Linked DNA regions of Sus scrofa: region 2 is linked to region 1. A link is a contact called in public Hi-C data. All regions are on one chromosome and are shown on one strand. Each heading gives the region's core, a stretch centred on a gene start, on an enhancer-like site or on the middle of the called end of the contact. The rest is flanking DNA. Distances are from core to core; before and after follow the strand shown.

Region 1 (5,802 bases), core at 2,848-5,347:
ATAAACAAGTTACCAGAATGGACTTCACCAAAACACTGCCTGCCTGCCTTTCATCCAATCTCAGTCTAATCTATGCAGGAGGCAGAGAGGGGGCAGCCCCCCACTGCCCACCCCAGCTTTGGATATGGCCTTAGTCAAGCCAGCAAGAGCCATGTCATGATACTACCTACACATGCCCATCAAAGCTTTAGCACAGCTCTTCCTGTTTCCAAGTTAGACAACAGAAAGGGGATTTTCCTTTCAAGATTCTCTTTATAAAAGAATCATGATGAATTTTTAAAATTTCAGCAAGAAGAACAAAGTCATAGGAAGAAAGCCATTAAGTGCCCCACCCACCCCAGTCCCTGGTGACCCTGAGGGCCCTTGACTCACCCCGCTTCCCTATTGACTCTCCTTGCCCCGCCAGAAGCCACAGTGCTGCTCAAAAGGAGATAATGTCATTTGTTGACATTTCCCAGGTGACAACAAAGTCAAGCCCTCTTTTAGGGATCTGAGTCTTTGCATATAATTAGCAGATCAAATTACCCTCCGGGAATTGAGGCTTGGCATTCCTCATTGTCTGGAGGAAGCACAGCCTTCAGAGAAAGGGGGTGGAGACTGAACAACCTATACCTCTCTGGGCCTTTCTTCAGGTAAGGATCTCAGAGGGATCAGTGAATAAGAGAGGAGCACAGGGCCCAGGCTCTACTTCACGTTTGTCCTCAGAACTTACTTCTGAGGACACATCCTTGGGCCCTTAGCGCATAAACTGAGATCAGCAAATAAAATATTTCACTCTCAATTAACAGGTATTTTTAGGAGTTCTCGTTGCAGCTCAGTGGGTTAAGAACCCAGCTAATGTCCATGAGTATTCAGGTTTGACCCCTGGCTTCACTCAGTAGGTTAAAGGACCTGGCATTGCATGAGCTGCGGTGTAGGTCGCAGACGAGGCTTGGATCTGGCATTGCTGTGGCTGTGGCATAGGCTGGTGGCTGCAGCTCTGATTTGATCCCTAGCCTGGGAACTTGCATATGCCACAAGTGTGGCCCTAAAAATTGGAAAAAAAAAAAAAATCAAAGCAGATATCTTTAGCATCCTACCATTTGGAAAATGCTTGGCTAAAATTTTTTTTTTTTTTTTTTTTGTCTTTTTAGCTATTTCTTGGGCCGCTCCCGAGGCAAATAGAGGTTCCCAGGCTAGGGGTCAAATCGGAGCTGTAGCCACGGGCCTACGCCAGAGCCACACAACGCGGGATCCGAGCCGCGTCTGCGACCTACACCACAGCTCAAGGCAACGACGGACGGATCGTTAACCCACTGAGCAAGGGCAGGGATCGAACCCGCAACCTCATGGTTCCTAGTTGGATTCGTTAACCACTGCGCCACAATGGGAACTCCCTAAAAATTATTTTTAAATTTCAAGAAATTCCTAATCAGTTTTGGAAGAAAATGTGGAAGAAATAAGTTTATGTAATATAGATAGCAATGTGATATAATATGTATATTTGTGATATTAATTATTGATATATAGTTATATTTATGTAAGTATCAATAGAATATTAGGTTGTTAACTAAGCGAACTAAAGATCCTCAGCCACAGTGCTTGGGAAAGAAGAGGTGTGGCATGACATTAGGCTGGAGGGGTTTCTGTTTTTGTTTTAAATTTGTATAATGTGATACGTTGATAAGTTACAATATATTTAGCTTTAAACAGGAAGGAAATTTTGAGACAACCTTCAAAATGCATGAATCTCGAAGATAAGACTGGCTAAGTGAAATAAAGCCAGTCTCAAAAAGAAAAACATACTCTGATCCCACTTACACACTTAGCAGTGTCCAGTCTTTACAGACAGAAGGAAGGATGGTTCCCCAGGCTGGGAATTGGTACAAATAGTGTTTAATGGGTAAATGGGTCCAGAGGGTTTTATGCAAAAGACAAAAGACATAGGTAAAGGCTTTGGGGAGGAGGTAGATTTTGAGACCTCAGTTGAGTCTAAATGAGATGGACAGAAATTCCGCAGGACGGTGTACAGAGGTAACAGGAGGCGAAGTTCAAAGGAAGGGAAGCTGTGGCACGTGGGGGTGGTTGGAAGGCTGGGTAAGGTTGATGGGGAGGTCGGTGGAGAGGCGGGTTCTGCCCTGTTGGTCAATGGCATGCCCCCGCTTGAAAGCCAGGCTTTGGAGGTACAGTCCCATATTTTAATTTTGTAATAACCAGGTTCCATACTGGGAGACTAGCTACAAGAAACATTGACCCTTCCTCTCCCACTTCTGGCCACACAGAGACTCAATAGCATGGGGGATACAGATTTGACCTTGAGGTACAGAGTCAATAAGAGGAGCAAGAAGTATAAAAGTGAAGAGTGGGTGATGGTACATTGGAAGTCCACTAAGAAAAGAATCACTGCCACTAGGATCTTAGGAATCTGAGAACTTTTTTTTTTAACAGTATGCATTTATTTATTTATTTGTTTTTTAGGGCCGCACCCGTGGCATATGGGAGTTCCCAGGCTAGGGGTCCAATTGGAGCTGCAGCTGCTGGCCTACGCCACAGTCACAACAACGCAGGATCTGAGCAGCATCTGCAACCTACACCACAGCACACTCATGGCAGCTCTTGGCAGGATCCCTAACCCACTGAGCAAGCCCCAGGATTGAACCTGCATCCTTATGGATACTAGTCAGGTTTGTTACTGCTGAGCCACAACAGGAAATCCTCTGAGAACTTTTGATAAGTGTCATTGTACTGCATTTGCACACAGGGTTGGGCTTCCTGAAAAGTACATTATGGAGGGGCTGGGAAACCCAGGGATGAATGGGCAGGCCATCTCCACAAAACCTGGGGCCGTTTTAGCTATACGGACTTTCTTTGCTTTGCTTTTTAAGCAATTTCATGGTATCCTTACTTTACCCCACATGGAATGTCAATTCACCCAAGGTACTTTGGCTCACATTTTATTGTTCTGATAGCTCCTTCACTTGGTTTTGCAAAATAAACACCTATCACGGGAGCGGATCCTAATTACTTCCTGCCCTTTTGGTACCTCATCTATGCCCCCTCTTTATTTTTCTGGCCACTCCCACAGCATGTGAAAGTTCCCAGGCCAGGCATCCAACCCATGCCACAGCACCAACCCGAGCCTCGGCAGTGACAACACCAGATCCTTAACCTGTTGCTCCACAAGGGAACTCCTCGGTGGCCCTTCTTTTAAATAATGTTTGCACTTTCAGACTTCTTTGTTCCTTCTTACAGAGGTTTTCTTTAGAGTCTTGGCCATATCCACGGCATATGGGCATTCCCAGGCCAGGGGGCAAATTGGAGCTACAGCTGCCAGCCTCCACCACAGCCACAGCAATGCAGGATCTGAGCCATGTCTGCAACCTACACTACAGCTCCTGGCAACGCTGGATCCTTAACCCACTGAGCAAGGCCAGGGATCCAACCTGCGTCCTCATGGACACTGGTCAGATTCATTTCCACTGAGCCACAACAGGAACTCCCTTCTTTCCTTTATTTTTAGGTCTGCACCTGAGGCATATGAAGGTTCCCAAGCTAGGGATTGAATTGGAGCTATAGCTGCTGGCCTACACCACAGCCACAGCGACACAGGATCCAAGCCGCATCTGTGACCTACACCCCAGCTCACAGCAGTGCTGGATCCTTAGCCCACTGAGCAGGGCCGGGGATGGATACGAGTCAGATTCGTTTCCGCTGAGCCATGACAGGAACTCCTGGTTTTGCATTTTTTTAAGAAACTTTAAAAGCCAACTTATCCAGTTAGCTGCCCTGGGCCTCAAAAAATCTTCCCAATGAACCTTCTCTCATTCCCTGACAAACATCTTTGCCGTCTGCAAATGGTGCTGACAAAGGAAAATCAAATTAGGATGGTAGCCCCAGAATCCCGTCACAAGAGGGTGTTCGAGTGGCTTTTTCATCCTCCGACTGGGATCCTGCTTGAGCTATTAGCACTTTTCCTAAGAGCAGACCACTTGCTGAAGTTCCACCTGAAACAGAAAAAGCCCATGTCGGCCAAAGACGGCCATTCCCTTCGCCCTGGGTTGTCTTCCCCTTGGCTGGAGAACTGAAATCAGATGAGCTGCTGACATCTGGTGGTTGCTAAGCAGAGTGTAAGCTCCGTCTTAGAAGGACTTCTACCGCGGATTCCAATAACCTCCCCAGCCTCCAAGGCCTGGAGACGTCCTCTCAACCCAAGAACATTTTGATATATCTGAAGGGAAAGCAAGAAGGCGAGCTAAGACGCACAGGGAAGGATCCCTCGCGGCACTGAGATGCGGTGTGTTGGCCGCAGGAAGGAAAAGCGAAAAGTCAGCATCCCTGGAAGCTTCCCATATGCCTTGGACTGGGACCCAGATTTGACTCGGTCCCCCCACACCTGATGAGTCACGGAAGGTGAGAAACACAGGGGACCCCTTTTTGGTGAAATGTAACGTTTTCGTTGCAGCTGGAAATAATTCTCCTTCTATTCATTTTCCCCTTTGCTCTCAAACGTTTTAAAAAGCTCTCCATTTGTTTGGGGCCATAGCGTGGAGAGTGGCTTCCAGAACATTCCAAATTCTTCACCTCGTCTGTTCCTCAGCAGGTTGAGTGAAACTGGGAGCTAGTGGAAGGGCAGTGAACCTCAGAGCTTGCTCTCAAGAGTTTTTTGAACTCCATCTTCAGAGAGAAATGTGGGCTCTTGGCTCTGGATGGGACAAAGGCGTCCACTAATGGCATGCCCAGAGCCTAGAGGTATGTGAGCAATTCCAAAATTAGAGACTGCACAGGAAGGCTTCCCAAAAGCTGCAGGCAGAAAGGAGATTAGTCACTGTTCTGAAAAGCTGTGTGATTTCTTCCTAGCTCTGATCAGGAAATAAATATATTATGTCCATTTATTTGCTTTCTTGGTTTTTTGTATTATGTCCTCTTCATTTTGCCTTCTCTACTCAACACTCTCACCCCCTCAACTAGAAAGCAAACTTGAGAGCAGGAATTTTGTCTCTTGTTCACTCTTTATATCCCCAACATCTGAAACATTGTTTAGTATGTAGTAAAAAATCCTCAAATATTTGTTTGGTGAAAAAAAGAGGGGGAGGGGAGTTCCTGTTGTGGCTCAGTGGGTTAAGAACCTGATAGTATCCATGAGGATGCTGGTTCAATCCCTGGCCTTGCTCAGTGAGTTAAGGATCTGGCGTTGCCGTGAGTCGTGGTTGAGATTGCAGACGCAGCTTGGGTCCCGCGTTGCTGTGGCTATGGTGTAAGCTGGCAGCTGCAGCTCCAATTGGACCCCTAGCCTGGGGACCTCCGTATGCTGCAGGTGCTGCCCTAAAAATTAAAGAAGGGGGGCAAGACGTTCCCATAGTTCTTCCTAAAATCAGCTGAGAGTCTCTACTTAAACTTCCTTCACTCTAGGAAGCCCCCAGGACAGTCACATGCGGGGACACCACCAAGACACCACAGTGGCTCTATGTTTGCCTCATTGATTGACAGTCGAGCAAAGGGCAGACACCCAGAGGCCAACCAGAGCACCTCCAAGGGTTCCTGGAGGGTGACTGTCGTTGGCAGGAATGAAGGCTGCCTTCACCACCGGGGCTTCCCAAATGCTCTGGAGAACTGGAGATAGAAGTCTTTACGGGCAAGGCTAAGTCGATGGTGACATGTGTTCTTGGTGCGAAACCGCTCTCTGGGTGAGCATGAGTCTGGGGAGGCTTGGGGAAGTGTGTTGGAAAACTTTCCCTCTGTCTCCAACGAACTGGTTTCCTGAGGAAATGAAAAATGGAGGTGGGGTGGGTGGGAAGGAATGAAAAAATTCCAGTAAGGAAAAAA
Region 2 (5,526 bases), core at 131-2,630, 500 kb before region 1:
AGAGAGGCTGCATTTTGAGGAGAGAAATCAGGAATTGCTGGGAAGCTGTGTAGTTCCCCTGGCTGCTGAAGTCCGACAGGATACCGGCTATGTGCTTTGATAAGATGAGTGGTTCTCAAATGTCCTGTGCACACGAATCTCTCAGGGCACGTGTTGCCCTGTGGAGCTTGGAAGGGTTCCCACTGGGAAACTGCATTTGCTTTGCCACTCCAGGTAGAGCCCATGATGCTGGCAGGCCCTGAATCTTGCTTAAATACTGAAAGAAACCAGTGTTTCTTAGTCTGTCTCCAGAGCAGGGGGAAATCATCAACTGTCTTGGTTCCAAAGGATTGCAGACAGACAGAAGTTTGGTTTTTGATATTGTTATTCTTAGTATCTGTAGTCTTTTTATTTTTTTAATTTATTTATTCTTTTGACCACAATTGCGGCAAGCAGAAGTTCTGGGGCCAGGGATTTGAACCCAAACCCATGGCAATGACAATGCCAGGTTCTTAACCTGGCTAGGCCACCAGGGAACTCGTATCTGTAGTCTTTTCAGTTGCTAGGAGGATGTCGTGGGTAAGAAACTGGCCCTTAGAATTAAACCTTCAACTCTGCCAATTACTAGGTATGTGGTCTTGGGCTAGTTCTCTCCTATCCCGAGCCTCAGTTGCCTCATCTGTAAAGTGGCAATAATAATAGCCATTTGATTCACTGTTCTCAACTGTCAGTGGCTGCGAAGGTTGTTTGAAATCCTGCCCAAGGCCTGCATCCATCTGGCACTGGGTGAATGTCAGCAGAAACAGCAGTGTCCCCTGCCCTCATCCCCGTGGCCCCTGTTGGTCCAGGGCTGCGAACGGTGAACCCTCATCACGCATGACCTGGTCTGCCGAGCTCCAGGGGGCTGGCCTCTCCCCGCTTCCGACGGGGCTGTGCATGGGTGAAGCATTTATTCCACACCCCCCTCTTCTCCCAGGGGAATGAGAAGTGGCCCCCTCCCCCTAAGCCCTCAGCCCCGCGGGCCTCCACCATCTCCCCAGGGAGCCAGAGCTTATTGCTACTTGTCACTTCTTATCTGATCTCCAAGCAACAAAGGCAACTCCTGCCCAGTGAAGGTCTGATTGTAAGTGACCTTCAGACACCCGGGCGTGTGAATGTGTGAGAACAGCCCGGGCCGGCACAAGGAATCCGTCTTCTCCCAGCTCTGCCTCGCTCTGCTCTGTGGATGGAGTCCTGCCCTTCTCCCCACCCCCACCCCACCCCGCCTCTGGGGGGCCTCCCGGAGTTCGCCCTCCTTCCTGAAGCTTCCGAAGCCCAGGAAACTGTCTGCAGGTGGAGAGGGGAGCAGCTCAAAGTGCCCTGTGCAGAGGGTCCTATGGGAACAAAGAGCAGGTGCCCAGGATGCTCTTGTGATCAGGGGCCAGGGGCTGCATTTTTCCAGAGCTCCTCAGCCTCAGGTAGGGATGGGATGCACTGAATTGGAACAATTCGGGAGAACACTCTTTCTTGGGGATCCTTTGCTCCCGCTCTGAAGTGCATTCCCCGCCCCTCCCCTTTGCCATACACGGTGACCTTGGCCTGTCTGCCAACACTCAACATCGTGAGGCTTTATAAACCTCATATCTCAGAAGGGGCTGACATTACATTACAAGAGGATCTGTAAACCTCCCCGGGATGACTGATGTCTTTTTTAAACAACAGACCAAGACTTCATTTAAATTAGTAACATGGAGATTAGAGGCTCTCTCAGCCCCTGGCTCAGCCATGCCGGGACGCTGGGAATATCAGTCACATGAAAGCTGTTAAGTTTGAGATGGAAATAAATCTGGGAGCCTGTAAAAACTGTCAGCAGGTCAGGGAAGTTTATGAACTCTTGCTGTATCTAATCATAAATCATCAGAATAAGCTAAAACTGAGAAGAAAAATGTCCTCTTTTGTAATCTAATGCTGTCTGTTAGGGCAATAAAACTCAAATGAAATGCATGCATTGCAATTTTTAGCTGATACTTTACATTATTAGCAAAGTGAAGGAAGAGACTCAACTTAAGAGAATGAGACAGATGAGGGGAAGGCCACCATCCTTCTAAGGCTCCGGGAAGTCAGTGCTCTGCCTTTGTGGTTCTTTCGTCCCCTCCTACCTCCTTGGGCTTCAGAACCAGGAAGTAGGTGGTACAGATGCCAGGGACTTGGGTGCTGAGAGACAGGTAAGGAGCATCCTGGTGGTGGTGGTGGCCTTGAGAGGTCACGTGGCCAGTCCTCAGCTCCCAGGGGGGTTCCCACACTGCCCTTGTTGACCCAGTCCACGTTCCCACGCTTTCAGACTGCAGAAGGTGGCAGGTGTGTGCCAGATTCCCTTGTTCTCATCAGCCTGGATGTGTGCCCTAATTCTCCAGACCCTTTTGGGGGTGACTCACTGACAAGCCAGTTTCTTAGGCACTGCTCTGTATCCCTGGAAACCCTCTGTGATAACTCCCGTATCTCACGCCTTTCTCCCATTGCCTGCTGTGTTTGATGGGAAAGATCTCCTTTTGCCTTTATGTTTGCTGGGACCTGCCCGGGGATTGACAGAGCCCCAAGCAGGCATGGAAGTTGTACGAGCATCAGGGCTGTTTTATTTATGTCAGCTATTTATTGAGTGCCCGATCTGTGTTGGGTGCCAGAGACCTAAAGGGAAATAAGTCAGTATTCCACAAGAGGGTGGGGATGGGAGGAAGGAGAGGCAGCCCTGGGTTCCTGCTCTATATATCAAGGGTGGCATCCACCTTGCTATGGCCCCTCATCATTGACCTCCCTCAACACTGGGAAGGGATGATAGGCTGGAGATGGAGTGGGGCGAGGGACACAGAGATGGCAGGCAAGGTGCCTTCAGGAAGACGAAGGGTTTTCATGAAGTTGGTGGTGAACCGCCGTCATCCATGTCTGCTGATAACTCTGGAAGGGAAATAGCTTACTCAATGCTTTGGCCACTGTAGGCATTAGAGTATTTGATAAATAAGAGAATGAATGGATTAAATGGGTTTAAGGCAGAGCGATGGAGGTTTTGATTGGCTATATGGCGGAACTTCTGGATCTTTGAAATGTTCAAACATTGGAATAAGGGAGCCTGAGGAACTTGAGAAGACCGCCCCCCCCCACTTCCCTGAAGATCATCCAGGAAATATGAAATGCCCATTTGTCTGAGTTTAGATGTCCTCCTGCGAGAAGGCAAAAGTCCGAGCAAGCAAACCTCTGGGAGTCTCATTCAGCACACCTCTCTGCCCGCTCCTCAGCTGAACTGTAGGGTGGCAGCTCCTCCAAGCATCTCCCCTGTGCTCTGCCCCAAAGCAGCATCGCCCTGGGCTCTAGTCACCTGTGCTCTGTGGTTCCCTCTCCCAGCGGAAATGGAGCAAAGGGTAGATTCCTCTGCAGGAGGTACTTCTCTTTGGAGGGATTAGCGTGGGAGGTGGTCATCCCCCCTTGCTCTCAGACTGGGGGACATAGATGAGCCTTGAAAGAATGAACGTTCCAGAGTAGGTTCCCCAAAGTAAACAACAGATGAGGGAATTTCAAAAGTAGGCCACTTCTAGGTCTCTCAGGAGCATAGGGGAAGCAGCCCTTGGTTTGGCCTCTTAGAGCAGAGGAGGGAGGCGGTGGGTGGTCTCAGCAGAGGCTTAATGCCTCCGGAGACCTCCTTCCCCAGTGGATCATCAGGCTTGAGTCATCTGTGGGTTTCCAGGTGGCCTGGGACCCCTGAGTTAGACTCACCTGCACTTACTTAAATCTAGCTGTTTCCTTGAGGCAGCATGCACATCAGAAGAGAACATTCAAAGGGAAATTTGCCTTGACGGATGCGCCTCCATTTCCTGTTAATTTACACATGTGCATTTTTAGTTTAGCTTCTTGGTGGTCCTAGGAAGAGGGGAGAGGGTTGGTTGGTCAAGGACTATTCTCTTACTTTTATAAGTGGGGAAACCAAGAGCTTGCTTAAGAAAAACTAGTAAGTGGCACAACTCTGCCTAAAACCCAGGTCTCTTTGCTCTCAGATCATGTGCCCTCCATTATATCATACCACCTGTCGGTCTTCTAGGAGTCTCTTGGTCCGAAAGATCAAAGAGTGATGTGAGCTGAAAAAGGGGATTGGCTTGCTGCCCAGAAGTTGGAGGTTATCAAGCGAGGGACTGAAAGATGGGCAGCAAGACGGAATTCACATGTATTTTGTGGGTTTGTGTTTTTGCTTTATTTTGGCGATGAGTTGACTGTGCATGCGTGTGTGTGTGTTTGTGTGTGTAGACCAGAATGAGGGAGGGAGAGGTGATAACATTACAAAATGTAACTCTTTGTAAAGAATTAGAGAAACTTCCAGTACCCTCCTGACTTGGGAAGACTATTTGCCATGCTATCACCCACTGTTGTATTTCCTGGGACCAAACAAAAGAAACTGATACTTTACTTCTAGGGAATGTGAAAAGTAGGAGACCCAAAGATGCCACAGCAGTCCACTTAGGTAGGCTTGAGTGTAAATCTTGGGCTAGTAGGTAGCATCCTGTTATCAGAAAATCCTCCCTTTCGGGAGTTCCCTTTGTGGCGCAGTGGAAACGAGTCTGACTGGTATTCATGAGGATGTGGGTCCAATCCCTGGCCTTGCTCAGTGGGTTGGGAATCCGGCATTTCCGTGAGTTGGGGTGTGGGTCGCAGATGTGGCTCAGATCCTGCATTGCTGTGGCTGTGGCCGGCAGATGTGGCTCTGATTTCACCCCTAGCCTGGGAACTTCCATGTGCCACGCGTGTGGCCCTAAAAAGCAAAGAAAATAAAAAAAAAAAAAATTTTAAAAAATGGAAAGAAAGAGAATCCTCTTTCAAGGAAAGTTGACTGAGGCAAGCCACGTTTACCCTTAAAGGAATGGGAAGAAGAAGTGTGCATGGGTGGAAGCAGAGGCCATCAGAGGAGTAGTGGAAAGGCAGCATTTGAAAATGAAGGGGGACTTCAAGAAGGAAAAGTCAGCATGTCCAAAGTTGAATTTTCTGGGAAGCAGATCCTAAGAAGAAGATTAACCTCCAGGAGGATTTTAGGGAGTGTTTTTGGAATTAACAAACCAGTAGAGGAGATGAGAAGAAGCAGGATTGGGCTGAGGGCGATACTGAGCTTCGATGTGATCTTAGCTGAGGCTTCTGATGACGTCTGGGAGCTCTGAAGCTGGGATGACCCTTCAGGGATGTCCTGGGTTCGGGTACGGGGACCGAGCCTTTGTACCCCCATGCCAGTTAGTCACAGGAAGTGGGCTGCTCTGTGAAGGGGGTGTGACCCTGGGTGAGGTGGCTGTCTTCAACTGAGGCCATTCCCAGGGGTGACTGGCCTCCCGGGATGGTCTGCTAGAAGCCGGATTGGGGGGGTGGTGGCTAGTCCATTCCTGAATGGAGATCTGAGCAGTGCATTACGATGCCCGCTATGCTGGACCGGTCCACCCCCATACCCTCCAGAATCACTGCGTATACGTTCTCAGAGCAGCTCCTCCAGGAGCCAATGGGGATTGAATCTCTTCCTGAGGAAAACTTGGAAGAGGACAGTTG

Evidence for each region. Hi-C and Micro-C count contacts between places; a contact is called where the count stands out from the background.
Region 2: a Hi-C map of heart right ventricle shows a contact between it and region 1, with 2.7 times the contacts expected there. The contact joins two enhancer-like sites. A contact is called at or near these places in 2 of 47 Hi-C or Micro-C datasets (fetal heart ventricle and heart right ventricle).

The regions. Positions count from the first base shown.
Region 1 is chr9:129,460,041-129,465,842 of Sscrofa11.1, reverse strand. No RefSeq gene overlaps it. Among named protein-coding and RNA genes, the nearest start is that of PROX1, 110 kb to the left of the region's middle. Within about 2 kb of position 4,097, at least 2 of the 83 cell types and tissues checked have an H3K27ac peak or open chromatin away from gene starts, as enhancers often do.
Region 2 is chr9:129,957,830-129,963,355 of Sscrofa11.1, reverse strand. No RefSeq gene overlaps it. Among named protein-coding and RNA genes, the nearest start is that of PROX1, 390 kb to the right of the region's middle. Within about 2 kb of position 1,380, at least 3 of the 83 cell types and tissues checked have an H3K27ac peak or open chromatin away from gene starts, as enhancers often do.